Linked DNA regions of Rattus norvegicus: region 2 is linked to region 1. Evidence: chromatin contacts called from public Hi-C data. All regions are on one chromosome and are shown on one strand. Each heading gives the region's core, a stretch centred on a gene start, on an enhancer-like site or on the middle of the called end of the contact. The rest is flanking DNA. Distances are from core to core; before and after follow the strand shown.

Region 1 (7,534 bases), core at 1,492-3,991:
AGCAGAAACAATGTCCAGTTTCAGATTAGCTGAATGAATGAGGAGATGATGATGTAGCTGTTCAGAATCTGCCTAGCTCATTCCCCCTGGGAAACATTAGGCAGCAGCTCAACCTTCGACCTCAGATTATCTCTTCCCCAAAACATTTTTTCCCCTCATGGGTCTAGCAATAAACCAGCAAAAGAAAAACAGGCCTGGTTTCTGTTTCTCAGTGACTATTCTCCCTCTCTTCCTTCAGGACTAAGCCTTAGGCTCTGACTTCTGACCAGTGGTCTTGGTACTTGGAGCAGCGCTTCTTTGGACTGAACCATGAACATTAAACACACACGCACACACACGCTATCGTGTGCCTGTACATTTTTAGTATAGTACTGCCCAGCACAGCACATCCCAAATGTCCTTTCATTTAGCAAACGCACCAAGTGTCCACCCTGTGCCAGGCACACAGGAGACCTGGAGAAGACAAAGGTGACTGAGACAGAGGCTCTCCTTGCTCAGCGGCCCTATGGAGGCACTGCTGTGGTGGATGAATTCTAGTCGATGCAGGAGAATAACATCTCTTCCCCACAGGGTCACTGCTAACACCACTGAATCTGGTGCCCACCAGGGCCAAGCAGATGGCACCCCAAGATTTGGTGTGGGAATCCCAACTCCATTTCCCACGTACTTTTGGGTTTCACATCTTAAGTGGGGAACCCGGACTGCACTTCCTTTGGAATGCTGTTTGCCAAACTCAGTAGATAACACAGGAAAATGTTTTCTCATCCTACAAAGCCCTGCACTTTCCCAGACAGTCACCATTAGCCTCAGAGTTTTCTGGCTTCTAAGTGTTCCGAGCCAAAGAGATGCCAAGCCACATCAGTTCTTGGGTTCATCTGTGGTCCTGCTCAGAAAGTCAGGGGGGAGAGCCTCTTGGAGAAAGGGGATTGAGCCTCCCCCACCACATGACTCTAAAAGCACTGGGAAGAAAGTTCTAAACAGGTGGCACCTACCTACCTGTCCCTATAAAATCTTACCTCAATAATGGTCCCTCTACTTCAACCATCAGTTACTTTCTTAGCTCCAATGTAAATAAAACTCATCTTTGTGCCTGGCCCCTCCATGTCTTACCTTGGGCAGGTCGGTAGCCCCACGGATCCGCAGGGCCACCTTCTCTCCATCTGGGTGGATCTTGGCCACATGCTTCCACATCCTTTCCCAGGTGGCCTCGTCCACTGGCAGTCCACCTCGGTTGATGAAAAAAGGGACACCTCCATCTCGTAGGTCCTCGTCCCCTTCCTCTTCGGGCTCCTCGTCTCTCTGTGCAGAGGCCCCTTCGGTGGTCTCCAAACATGTAATGCCAGAGTGGGCAGCGGCAGCAGCAGCAGCAGTGGCGGCGGCAGCAGCAGCGGTGGTGGCGGCTGTGGCTGCGTTCAGGGAGGCACCGCTGCTGCCACTTGGGACCACCTTCTTTCCCCCTGGCATCCCTAAATCCTCAACGGGGGTGGGAGGATGATCAGGAGGCGGAAGGGGGGCGGATAAGTGCCTCACAAGAGGCCTCCCACACACCCGCTATAAAAATAACACATGGTCAAACAGTGCCTGGCCCCTTTAAGAAACCAGGGCGTGGCTCCTGTACAATAAAATACCATTTGGTAAGAATCAGAGCATCAACCTGGAGTGATGGCCAGGTGGGTTGCCCAGGGTCGGCCTTGTTCTGTTTGGAAAACAGGATAAAGAGAACACACCCCAACTTGGCAGCCTGTACAAATCACCCCCGTTTGGCAGCGAGAACAATGACCCACAGCGATCTAGGATGGCCGAGAGGAGAAAAGTGGGGGTCGAGGTGGGGAGACTGAGGCCAGACAGCTTAAGACCTGCAGCTATACCAAAAAGGCGGGCCAAGACACCGGTGCCCACTCCCAGTTTTGGAAAAAACAAATTCCTCTACCAAATTCTTGCTCACTCACACTGGCGCGAGCCGAGGGAGCCCGCGTGAGCTCCGAGTCTGGACCACAGGGGCCAGGGATTCAAGGGTAGAGGGCGATGCACGGTGTGACTTCTCTGTCGCGACCCTCCGGGGAGCTAAGACTCGCAGCTGGTGGGGCGGAGAGGGGGCGCGCGCCGCCGAGCACATTCCAAGCCTGTCTCACTCACAAAGTGGGGCTTTGTCTGGGTCTCCTAGCCCCTAGCCCCGGGGAGCAGCAGTGGAGAGGGCGGGAGGGGAAGGGCGCGGCGGGGAGGCGAGGGCTAGGGGCGCCCGGGCCTGGCGATCCCCGACCTGGCGCGGCTCAGCGGGGGTACCGGGGGCACCTGGCGCGGAACGGTCTCAGCCGAGCCAAAGCGGGGCGCGGAGCCCCAAGCTCAGCCATCGTGGAGAGCGGCTCGGGCGACGCTCGGGGACCGGGCTGAGGTCACTGAGCGGCAGATTTCAGCCGCAGCTTCGCTGCTGGCCACCAACTGCAGCATGAGCGGGCAAAGGATGCTGCGCTAGGGCTCCGGCGGCCAAGCTGAGCGAGGCTGGGCGTGCAGGGCGCGAGCGCAGGTCCTCAGGCTCCGCCCGTGGCGGCGGCTGGAATCGACTGACAAAGCCCAGGCGGGCGCGGGTGCGTGGATCCCCGGGGAGAGCAACAGCCTGAGAAGGTGCAGCCCATCGGCCGATCGCTGCGTCCCGGTTCGGCGAAGCAGAAGCCACCGCGGCCGCCTGCCGGGTCCCCAGCCCTCCCGCCGCCCACCCGGCTTGACTTCGGCTCGCGCCGCGCATGCGCTCCGTCCCCCCCTTAAAGGGCCAGCGTGTTCCCATCGGGTCGTCCTCCTGTTGCCACCACCCCTGGACCCCCCAGCTACAAGTTATTGCAGGGATGCCTTGGACGTTCTTTCGCTTCTCACCTTTCTCTCAGGGCGCTGAGAATTGCAGAGCTGCGGAGGAAGTTTACAACCCGCCACACAGTGCAAACCCCTGGGTGATTCCTAGAGCGGAAGGAATTGTGGTGGTCAGTTGGGAGTTTCCTGAAAGGACACCTCAGCTATAGAAGCAAGACCTGAGTTCTAGATAGCCTTTATGCCTGTCTTCCTTTGGGACTTCCAGTAAATCCTCCCCTTTGCAGGCCTCAGTTTCCCCATCTGTCAACCGAGAGATCACACTGGATGAACTCAGCCATCTGGCTAGTGCTCCTTCAGGGAGGATTTGTAGAGGTTGGCAGTCATTCTGTTGCACTTGGTTGTTTGCTTGGGATCCTGGGAGTGGGTCCCTAGTTCTGGCTTTGGATGTCCCAATCCCTGCACATCTGGTCGGAGACTTGAGCCTTCTCAATCATGGGACCAAGACAGCAACTTAAGGGTAGGAGGGCAGTCTTTTGGGGAGTGTTAGTACACCCAGAATTAGTACAGTTGATTTTGTGTGTGGCTTGTGGACTCTGGAGACCAACATACCCTCTCCTTTCCCAGTAACACAGATCTGCGGGTAACTCCCAAACAAATTTAAGACTCTCTTTCCCTCTACCAGTAGTTGGTATGACTAGCTGTTCCCCGGGAGATGTGTTTTTGTTCCGGACAGATACATAGTTCAGATACTGAAGGTCTCTCAAAGACCTATGTGTCCCCAGATGGTGCTTTTTGGCCATGGCACAACCTCTGGGAGGTGAGGTTTTGTGTGTGTGTGTGTGTGTGTGTGTGTGTGTGTGTGTGTGTGTGTAGAATTTGCTACAAGTATCCCTCTACCCTAATTTCATCTCTGTTGCTGTGATAAGACACTGACCAAATGCAACTTGGAGTTGGAAAGGATTTATTTTGGTCTATACTTCTAGGTTGCATTCCATCACTGAGGGAGGTCATGGGCAGGAACTCAAGACAGAAACCATGGAGGAATGCTGCTTACTGGCTTACTCATTCCTATTTATTTATTTACTTATAGATAAAATCTCACTATGTATCGTAGCACCAGTTGGCCTGGAACTTGATATGTAGACCAGGTTGGTCCTAAACTCAGAGATTTTCCTGCCTCTGCCTCTGGAGTGCTGGGATTAAAGCTACACACCCACAACAAGAGTAGAAAAGACCCCAGAGAATCCCCAGCTCTTCCCCACTGGTTCTTTGAAGTTCCTCATGGTGTCAGGTCTTCCTTATGAGCCTCAGTCACAGCCTTTGTCACCTTCAGTGTCAGGAACCAGGCACGGTCAGTGCTAGGGATGTTTCCAGAAGGCAGAGTTCCAGGGCTCTAAAAAAGTTAGTTAGGCCTGGCTCATCCTAAACTCACCGACGTAAGAAGAGTCTGGGCTTGCAAAGACCACCAGAGATCAGCAGCTGCCGCCGTCTCGTGGTGTAAACAAGGAAGCCTGAATCCCAGGGTGTACGTTCTCCAAGCTGACACAGAACGTAGAGAAGGTCCCCTTACAGTACTTCCTTTCCACCTAATGACACCTGTCTTTCATGTTTGCCCAATGCCCATGGCGAGTTTAAAGTATAGTTGCAAGTTCTCTGCCATCCTTTTGTGAATATCTGAGTCTGATTCCCCTTCCTCTGAACTCGCGCTGAGCTTAAGGTCTTGTCTCTAATGAACAGAAGTAGAGGAGGTGATGCTCTGAGACCCTTAAAGGCCATGTCACAAAAATGAGGTGCTTTCTTCATTCAGAGGACACCAGCCACCATGCTGTGAGAAAGCACAAGTAAGAAAGATGTCACGTGAGGGTGTTCTGGCTGAGATCTCCCAGTAGACCCTCAGCCAACCAAGACAATTGAATCTACAGAAGATTCAGCCCCTGGCCTCTGGCTCTTAGACCCAAGGTCTCAGGCCTGGAACAGAGACAGGTCAACCATATGGACCCTGTCTGAATTTTACAAAGATAGAAATAATACATGACTTTTTTAAAAGCAGGTAAGTGTGAGCAACAGTTTGTGACAGCGTCAGATAATCATCGCCACAGATTTCCTAAAATGAAATAGATTTGGGGTATTCAGAATGCATACTAACTTGACTCAGACTAGTCACTCAGACCTCCAAAGGGTAAGCATTAGGGAGCACCGACAAGGGTAGCAGGCACTGTGGATGCAGATGTGAACAAGATGGCTGTGGTCTGAGTCCTCACAGACCTTATGGGCTTCTAATGGAGAAGGCTGGGTGGGCGCGATTCCCATGAAGTCCCCTGCCAAAGAGTAGACAACTGTGAGGGTGTACAGCTAGGGTAACTTCTCCATGAGGTAGAAGCTGGGGGCAGAAGCAAAGGGTTACAAAGCTGCATGGTCTAGGCTGGGGATTGGTTGGCTTGTGTGTGTAGAAGTGGGAGGATCTATGTGTCCAACAAGGGACGTGCAAAAGTGCTAAGCGAGGGAGAACGTGGAGGATGTGTCTCACTTGGTCTCAGACAAGGGTCCAGAGAGGACAAGGGTCCTGCCCATTTTTTTTTTCCAGAGCTGGGGACCGAACGCAGGGCCTTGCGCTTCCTAGGCAAGCGCTCTACCACTGAGCTAAGTCCCCAACCCCGGTCCTGCCCATTGTTACATAGCTCAGGAAGTGGGATCAGATCCTGAGTTCCTTGTCAGATCTTCCCAGGAATCCTCAACCTTGTGTCCTGAGAACAACATGTATAAGAGACTCTTGGGCCACTCCTTATTTTGGCTCCAAGGGCTATTATGGCCATGATCCCCTTTGCTAGACAAATTCTCGGGAAGAAGTGGTGGTGGGGGTAGGATGTTGCTTGGTCGAAGAGTGTTTGTCCGGCGTGCACGGAACCCTGATTTCAATCCACAGCATTGCATAAAACAGTTGTGGAAGTGCACACCAGCTCTGAGGAGGTAGAGGATCAGAAGTTCAAGGTCATTCTCAGATAATATAGTGAAGTCATGGTCAGTCTGGGTTACATAAGACTCTATCTCAAAACATGGCACTGGCCGACGGTAAGACGGGTATGGCTTCCTTGTTGCAGATGAAGACAGGCTGCACAGACTGTTTCTCTAGTAGAGGACTGGCACATCAGAGTTAGGTACCAGTGATTTTGATGATGAAGGTAAAAGTCATATTATATATATATCACAGTTGTTATCATGTTCTAGACTATAGCTCTAGAGATGAATGTGAAGTGTCTCAGGGCACTAGCACTCATATCAGTCTATTTTAATTAATCCCCCCCCCCCGACTCCAGACAGAGTCGCACTATGTAACCCTGGTTGGCCTGGAACTTGATATGTAGACCAGGCTGGTCTCGATTCACAGAAATCTACCCATTTCTGCCTCCCCAGTGCTGTGATTAGAGGCATGCACCACCACCCTGGCCCACATTCTCTATTTTTGTGACAATAAACCTAGATTCAGAGTCCCAGAGAGGAGTCTGGCTTAGCTTGGGTCCTGGGCCCATCCCTTGTCTGAAGGACAGTAGTACAATTTTAGTAGCTGTCTAGCGATTGCCATTGTAGAGAAATTTTAATCCTGCAACATGGCTGCTCTGGCTGGAATTCAGACACAATCTTAGTGCACACCTTTAATCCCAAACAATACAAGGTTAGTTTGTAGAAAGAAGCAGCCGTGTTTGAAAGTCTAATTGAGAAGCAGACAAAGAGATAACTAAGAGAAAGATTTGACGGAATGAGGCAAATCAGATTGGATACTCTGAATTCTCACAAGAATAGACAGGAAAGGGAGGCAGTGCAGGGAGAGAGACTCGGTCAGTTCTATTCAGTCAGTTGGGAGTCAGTGCAGTGAGTGGAGTTGAGTTGGTATGTGAGTTCCTGCAGATCAATGCAGGCCAGCAGAGTCAGTTGAAGCCAGAAGACTAAGAGAATAAGAAGACGCCAGAAGATTAGAACGAATTGCCAGAGTTAGCTTGAGGCCAAGCAGAACAATTCAATGAGAATCTGAGAGAAGCCCGATTGAATCAGTCAGCTTGGAGAAGAATTTGAGCCAGAATAGCTGGGTTGAACCAGCCAGCCAGAGTTCAAAAAGAACAAGCAGGGTTGGGGATTTAGCTCAGTGGTAGAGCGCTTGCCTAGGAAGCGCAAGGCCCTGGGTTCGATCCCCAGCTCTGAAAAAAAAAAAAAAAAAAAGAACAAGCAAGAGTGAGTTTATTCAGCACTAAGCCTCTGAGACAACAATTACATCAGGTGAATAAAAGTTACTTTTACAGTTTATATATATTGGGGGGCAGGAGGCTTGCCTAAAATTAATGGGGTGCTATTAGTAAGAGAGAGGTAAGGGAGTGCACAGGCACGGTGTTTATAATTGATTGACACTATGTATGTATGCTATCCACTATGGAACTACAAGTCACGTGTGAGTTTTTTTTTTTAAACAGCAAGCACTCTTTTTTTAAAAAGATTGATTTATTTTTCATGTATATGAGTACACTGTAGCTGTCTTCCGACACACCAGAAGAGGGCATCAGATCTCATTACAGATGGTTGTGAGCCACCATGTGGTTGCTGGGATTTGAACTCTGGAAGAGCAGTCAGTGCTCTTAACCACTGAGCCATCTCTCCAGCCCCATATGTGAGTTTTTTAAACTTAAACTTAACCCCAAATAAAGTTAGAAAGCAAGAGTCCCAGTCACACTAGCCACATCCTATG
Region 2 (7,445 bases), core at 4,646-7,145, 46 kb before region 1:
TAAAGACATCAGGTAGACAACTCTTTCAAGACAATTGGCTCAGGAGGAGAGGCGAAGAGGCAGAGGGATAGCCAGAGAGGGGATGGAAGTGGCATAGTGTAGGAGTGACTGAACATCCTAAGGATAGATGTGAGGAATCGTTGGAAAGGAGTGGGGGGCGCCATCTCTGGGAGGAGGATAGAGGATTCTTAGGTGGGTGGAAAGACTGGCTCCTATGTTGGGAGGCAAGGGCAGAAAGATGGCTTGAGATCTTGCTTCACACACTGTTGTGATAGTGTAGAGCAGAGGGTTTATTCTTGGTGGTTCTTCCATTTTCCTAAAGTTGATGGGGAGCTGGTCTCCTAAGAGCCAGGAAAGGGACAGGGTAGAAAGCTAGAGGACAGACAGGAGAAGACGAAGAACATTGAGCTTGAGAAATGTCCATTGCAAACACCATTTCACGACTCAGTGACTAAGAGAATGAATGAATGCTGACTAACTGTGGTGGTGGCATTATTAGGAGGTGTGACCTTGTTGGAGTAGGTGTGGCCTTGTTGGAGAAGTGTGTCATTGTGGGGGTGGCCTTTGAGACCCTCCTCCTAGCCTCGTGGGGGACAGTCTTCTAGTTGCTTTTGTAACAAGAGGTAGAATTCTCAGTTCCTCCAGTGCCATGTCTGCCTGGACTCGGCCATACTTCCTGCTATAATGATGATGGACTGAACCTCTAAACTGTAAGCCAGCCCTAAGTAAATGTTGTCCTTTATAAGGGTTGCTGCGGTCATGGTGTCTCTTCATAGCAATGAATCCCTAACTAAGATGCTAACTTGAATCATTAGTGCTGGAGGAAACACTAGGCTCAGAGAAGCAAGGTTTTTAGGAGTTATGAGAAAGGCTGTGAAGGCAATGCCTTTTAGCCCATCCTATCAACCAGAGCGCTGAGTGAGCTCTCTAGACCTGTACAGTTCAATGGGGAAGCCACTGACTGACTAGTAGTTCCTGGTAGTTCTTGAATCCTTAGAATGTAGCTACTTCAAATTGAGACGTGATGTCTGGGTAACATGCAGACTTGATTTCAAAGACTAAGTACAAAAATAAATGTAACCTTCCCTCGTTTAAAAGGTAGTTAAAATTTTTTTCTATAGGGTTGAATTAAAGATTATGAAAACTAATTTCACTTGATTTATTTACTTATTTATGCTTTCCTTTTCTTTGTGTGATGCTTGCATTAAATACAGGATCTTATGAATACTAGATAACGGATTCATTACTGAGCTATATCCAAGCCCACTATATATATATATATATATATATATATATATATATATGTGAATTTATTTTTCTTTTCTGTATTGGGGATTGAACCTAAGGCTTTGTACATGGTAGGCAAATGCTTCACCATTAAGCTACACCCTCAGACACTAGTATATATTGTTTGCTTTTACTTTACTTTCTGTGCACAGATGCCTTGGCTGAATCTATGTCTGTGTGCCACTTATATGCCTGGTGCCTGCAGAGCCTAGAAGAGGGGAGTTACAGATGACTGTGAGCCACCATGTGAGTGCTGGGATTCGAACCCTTGTCCTCTGAAAGAGCAATCAGTCTTCTTAACTGCTGAGTCATCTCTCCGGTTCTCTCTAGTATATATTTGAAAATACATTTACTATTATTATTTTATATTTATTGATGTTTTGTTTGTATATATGTGTGTGGACTGTGTGTGTGCCTGGTGCCTACAGATGAAGTTATAGTTGTGAACTGCCACATAGATGCTGGGACTTGAACCTAGGTCCTCTGAATAAGCAGGTAGCTCTTGGCTACTGACCTATCTCTTCAGCTCCCTAAGATAAAACTTTAAGCTACACGTGTAGTTCACAATTCTTGGTGCGGTGAGCAGTACTTTCCAGGCCTTGGTCATTAACTTCTACAATCCTGAAGGTAATAGGCAGAGCCATAGCAAAAAAGTTAGGCAGTCAACTTTGCACATGTGCCAAATTAATTCTTCAAAGTATCACAAAGCCTTTTCTTCCGGGTTAGGCAGCATATGCACCTTAAAGTCGTGCTAATGAAGAATGCAGGTGCTCCTCAAAGCCTTTGTCATCACAGCTGAGATTAGTTACAGAGCTCATCCCTCAGATTATTTCTGATGTGCCAAAGCTGGGACATGGGGAAGATCGTGCTTGAAATTTTCCTTTGGTTGAGAGACTGTGGGTCACAGGTGTCATAACTGGGCAGGACTGCTGGTTGGTTCCCTCCTTGGAAGCTTGCATGGTGCCCTGTGGTATCATGAGGGCTAATCCTCAGAGATGAGACATACAGGTCTGACACAGCTCAGGTCGTCCAGATCCTGCATACACGGCTGTCATAAGCAACAGGGCTAACCTTCCATCTCTGAGGAGAACAAAGTGCAACATCGATATCCTAGAGTGCTTGGCAGTTCTTGGATAACCTTGACCAACCACATAGACAAAGCTGCTTTTGTCAGCTCAGATGTGAAATTTTTATTTAAATTATATAGGAGATATCTATATAGCTGTGTATTTTATCTTTGTTTTGTTGTGGTTTTTCCTATGTATAGCCCTGGCTGTCCTGGAACTCACTCTGTAGACCGGGCTGGCCTTGAACTCAGGGATTCACCTGCCTCTGCCTCCCGGGTGCTTATATATTATACATTACATATATTAAATTGTACATAACATGCTATACATATGTGTGTGTGTGTGTGTGTGTGTGTGTGTGTATGTGTGTATAACTGGCTCTCTTGGCAATTCAGCGTAGACCCAACATAACTATAGATGGCTTCTGTCCAAGTTTAAAAACCATAAACAGATGCTCGTCATTCACACAATTCCAGTTTGATCTCCACCAATGCACACTGGGAGTAATGGTGCAAAGCTATACTCCCAACACTTGGGAGGTGGAGGCAGGCAGATCCGAAGTTCAAAGTCATCCTTGGATACATTCTTGGAGCAAGTTTAAGGCCATTCTGGGATACATGAGACCCTATTTGAAAAAGAAAAGAAAGAAAAGGAAAACATTGTGAGCCAACTTTGGCTCAGTGTGAATGTGGAAACTAAGACTCTTAAGAGATTACCCATGAGGCTTCATGGGGACGAAACAGTAGAGCTAGGTTCTGAACTCATGTGGTCGAACTCCAAAGCTTGTGTGATTCCTCAATCATTCTTCATTTTCTAAATAATGTATCTAATTATAAGTCAGGAAAGAGAGAGGGAAACCAGGCTTCGCTGGCTCCTGGGAAAACTTGTGGAAGAACATGGCCATCAGTAAGCTTGTCCGCACTGTGTCTACAACTGTGTCCTGAGCAGCCCAAGGGAGGCTTCTGCAGAAGTTTCCTATCTCAAAATAACTTGATAACTGGGCATGGTGGCACACATCTTTATTTCCAGCACTTAGGAGGCAGAGTCAAAAGGATCCCTGAGTTTGAGGTCAGCTTCATCTACAGAGTGAGTTCCAGGACAGCCAGGATTACACAGAGGAACACATACACATGCACACACACACACACACACACACACACACACACACACACACACCTCAACACTAGCAACTCCCTCCCCCCCAACTTGAGGAATGTTTAAGAGCGTCAGACTTGTGAAGAACAACTCTGGGAGGAGGGTATAGATGTCTGTACTTTAAAGACATTTTCGGGCAAATGGAAGGACTATTGATGTGCACAGTTCTTGATTTAAGGTCTGTTTTGGAACTTGGACTTTCAGATAGATCTTCAAAGAAAGTGGAGAGTTCACTTAAGCCATGTTGAAGGAGTGAGCTTGATGTTGGGGTGCCTTAGATAGCATTAACAGTTGTATGCTGACTTCTAAACGACTTCCCAACCTTTAGATTGCTGGAGTTTGTCTCAGATAAAAGGATGAACGCAGCTGCAAGCAGATAATGAGGGGGGAAATCACAGGGAAGCCAATCACTGATTCTCTCCTTCTTCCTCCTTTTAGTTCGTCAGTATTATGATGTATCCAGCTGGTCCAGGATCTGGTGACTCCCCAGAGGGCTTCCCTGAACAGCCAAGGCTCCAGTCACAAATTGGAAACGGCGCAGCTCAGACACTGGGTATTGGAACTGGGTGTAGTGTGTAGTCTTTCTTCCTTCCTTCCTTCCTTCCTTCCTTCCTTCCTTCCTTCCTTTCTTTCTTTCCCTTCCTTCCTTCCTTTTCTTCCTTCCTTTTCTTCCTTCCTTTAGATCATGGCTGGGGCAGAGGACTGAGGGGAAGAGAAATTCAAAGAGGTCTTTCATTAGCACATACTTGATGCAGGAACTGGCCTTCATTTAAGCAACACATTCTTTATTCAATCATTAGTCCCTTCTATGTGACGGGCTATGTATGTATGTATTTATATATCTATGTATCTATGTATCCAACTATCTATTCATCTATCTATCTATCTATCTATCTATCTATCTATCTATCTATCTATCTATGCATACTATGTATGTATGTATTCATCCATCCATTTATCTATCCACAAGGTCTCACTATGTAGCCCTGGCTCACCTCGGACCCACAGAGATCCACTCAGTCTCCAGAGTGCTAAGATTAAAGGTGTGGCTTGCCCTGCCCAGTTTTAGTTTTGTATCGCTGTGATAAAGCACCATGACCAATGTGATTCATACAAGGAAAGGCTTTTAGGAGCTTACAGTTCGAGAGAGACGAGTCCATGGTGGCAGAGTAGATGCAGCAGGCAGCGGGTGTGTGGATGAACAGAAGCTGAGAGCTGAAGGCTCACAGCTCAAGCAGCAAGCAGCAAAGAGAACTAAGTGAAAATAGTGAGTCTTTCAAAACCTCAAAGCCAGTCCCCAGTGACACTTCTCCAGCAAGGCCACACAGCCTAATCCTCCCCAAAAGGCCACCAACTAGGCACCAAGTATTAAAGTGCTGGAGGCAGATGGGGACCATTTTACTAAACTACCACACTGATTTAGTATTAGCTACAACAGAGATACAGGGCAAACACACCACCAATCAGACTTGGTTCCTGGTATTGAGAAGTCCTTCCTTTCCTTCCAATGGGCCACACCATTTTTCCCTCATGACAAACACACCACCCACCATTCAATCTTGGTCCCTGATTTTATGCAGTCCTCTCTCCCTCCCTCCCTTTCTCCCTTGCTTCCAATGGGACACACTCTTTCCCCATAGCCCACTTGGAACAGGTGGAGGAAGTAAAAATCGTATGCGCTTGAAGCAAGGGAAGACTCCATTTGTGACCTAGAATCTCCTAGCTGGGGGGAAGGAAAGGCCAGAAGAGGTGTGGGAATGAGGAAGAGTACTCTTGGCTCAGAAGGGCTAGCTACAGAAGTTATGGTCAACAGAAGTCTTTGCAAAAAGTCCAGTCCTTTGTATTAGAAATGAGCAAGCGTTAAAAAAAGGCATATGGTGTTCCTGGGGTAGACCTCCTCCTAGTTAGTGGCAAAATTGAAAATAAAACCCTGGTCTCTTTTTTTTTTTTTTTTTTCCGGAGCTGGGGACCGAACCCAGGGCCTTGCACTTCCTAGGCAAGCGCTCTACCACTGAGCTAAATCCCCAACCCCAAAACCCTGGTCTCTTAATACTTCAGAGACTCCTAAGTCCCCGTTAATATTTTTATTATTCATATTTATTTATTTACTTAAATGAACTTTTAAAGTTAGCATAGAGAGTAATGGGTTTCATGCTAGGCTGTTCGGTTGCTATGGAAGCCGGTGCCTTCTAACGCAGCCCCTCCCCTTGCAACCCTCCCTCCTTTCCTCCTTGTTTCCAATAAAGTTGTTGTTGAAGCGACGGTCTGGGGCGGGGCCTGGGCGGTGAGGAGGCGGAGCTTAGGTCGCTCGAGACCAAGACTTGATGGCGTGGGGGCGGAGCCTTGGCGGCGTGGTGGGGCGGGGCTTCGGTGGCGCGGGGCGGAGCCGAACAGAGGAGACCGGTGTGCAGCAGTGTGGAGGGGCGGCGGCGCGGGCAGGCGGCCGGCCATGATCGCGTCGTGCCTATATTACCTGCTGCTGCCGGCCGCGCGCCTCTTCCGCTTCCTCTCAGGTACCGGCCTTGCGTCCTGATGGGCGGGAGCCGGGTCTGCCCCTATTGGGCTCCTGGGGCGGAGCGTCAGGCCGCATGACCGCAGTCCTCTGCCAAGTGTGAGGTGGTCCGCGGGCCGTCCTGGCCCCACGAGGCTTGGGCTGACCGGCGACTCTCGTGGGCAGCCCCTCCTCACGCTGTGGTCTGGTGACGTCGGGCCACGGTTAACGTGGACCCAGGGCTGGGGAAGGGGGCGTCTTCCTTGGCTGTGGCGGTGGTCCTGGGGCAGGCTGAGACACTCCCGGGGATCGGGAGCGGTGGCAACCCGGGACAGGCGAGGACCGGACTTCTCGGCGGGTAGAGTTAGGGAGGGATGTGCCTTTAGGCGGGTGGGCTCACTTCTCACAGGTTTTTTACTGCGACCAGTCATCTGCTGTCCTCTTTGAGCCGACTCTAGTTGAAAAACAGACACGCTCAGAAGCTAGAAGCGTTTAAAACCTCAGTTTTGGAGCAAGTGTTTAGAGAGAACTGTGATAGGTTGATGCTTTAGTGAGGGGGTGGTTGTTACTTCTGCACAACCTTCCTCCGCTCAGTTTTTCTTTGAAGTCCGAAAGAATTCCCCTGTAACTTAGGGGCAGTATCAAGAAGGGTTTTCTTAGAAATAGGACTCCCAACTGCATCCTGTGCTTTTTCTTTCTGGAACTGCACTATCTCAGAGATGGGTACTGTATTTTTATATCAAACATTAGATTTTTTTTTTTTTACAGTGTTGCCGCTAGACTGTCGGCTTCAACAGAGAAGGGCCTTGTCCATATGTTTACAGTATCTTACGCTAACACAGGACTTGCTGGCAGTCATGGGTCCCCGGAGTGTTCAGGAAGGCCTTGGGTGTCCATCTTTCTCAGGAATGGGAAGTCCTACCGAAGTCACTGTATTCAGAGTACCGAGCATTGTGTATATTATATTAAGCATTATTATAATTAAATTATCCGTTAATTATGTGGCTGTCTAGTGGCTACAATGGCAGTTTTACTGTTAGCTCACAGGTTTCCCAATTAATAAATCCTCGAGATTTTAGAGGAGCCCTCCAATCCACATGTTATGAAGTGACAGTTATATTAATTTTATGTATTTGGCATTTTGTAAAAGATTTGTTTAGTAAAGCATCTCCACCAGTATTATTTGCTAAGTTTGAAAGTGAGGGGCTTCATGCCTACCATAAAGCTCTTCTGTCATGTGTTACATGTTTCAAGGATCAGATAATTAGTAAGTTCTTGACTAAATCCCAGCAACCCAACCTGTTGGTTGGGAGCATTCTTGACATAGCAGACCAGTGAGTGAGTCTGTCCTGTGCATTGTTGGATGCTTGATGGTACCCTGATAGAGTTCCTCAGCAGTTCTAGAGACTGCCATTCCCTCAGGGCAAAAATTTGCCTCCCTCACC

Evidence for each region. Hi-C and Micro-C count contacts between places; a contact is called where the count stands out from the background.
Region 2: a Hi-C map of mammary epithelial cells shows a contact between it and region 1, with 1.7 times the contacts expected there. The contact joins the promoter of Angel1 here to the promoter of Vash1 in region 1. A contact is called at or near these places in 2 of 12 Hi-C or Micro-C datasets (liver and mammary epithelial cells) and 1 of 1 datasets of contacts at active chromatin or transcription factors (oligodendrocytes).

Annotation. Positions count from the first base shown.
Region 1 is chr6:112,055,293-112,062,826 of GRCr8, reverse strand. It overlaps Vash1 (vasohibin 1), which reads right to left and starts at 2,741. Exons shown (of 7, transcript NM_001427235.1): 1 at 1,111-2,741. The coding sequence starts at 1,464.
Region 2 is chr6:112,104,107-112,111,551 of GRCr8, reverse strand. It overlaps Angel1 (angel homolog 1), which reads left to right and starts at 5,895. Exons shown (of 10, transcript NM_001108717.1): 1 at 5,895-6,022. The coding sequence starts at 5,959.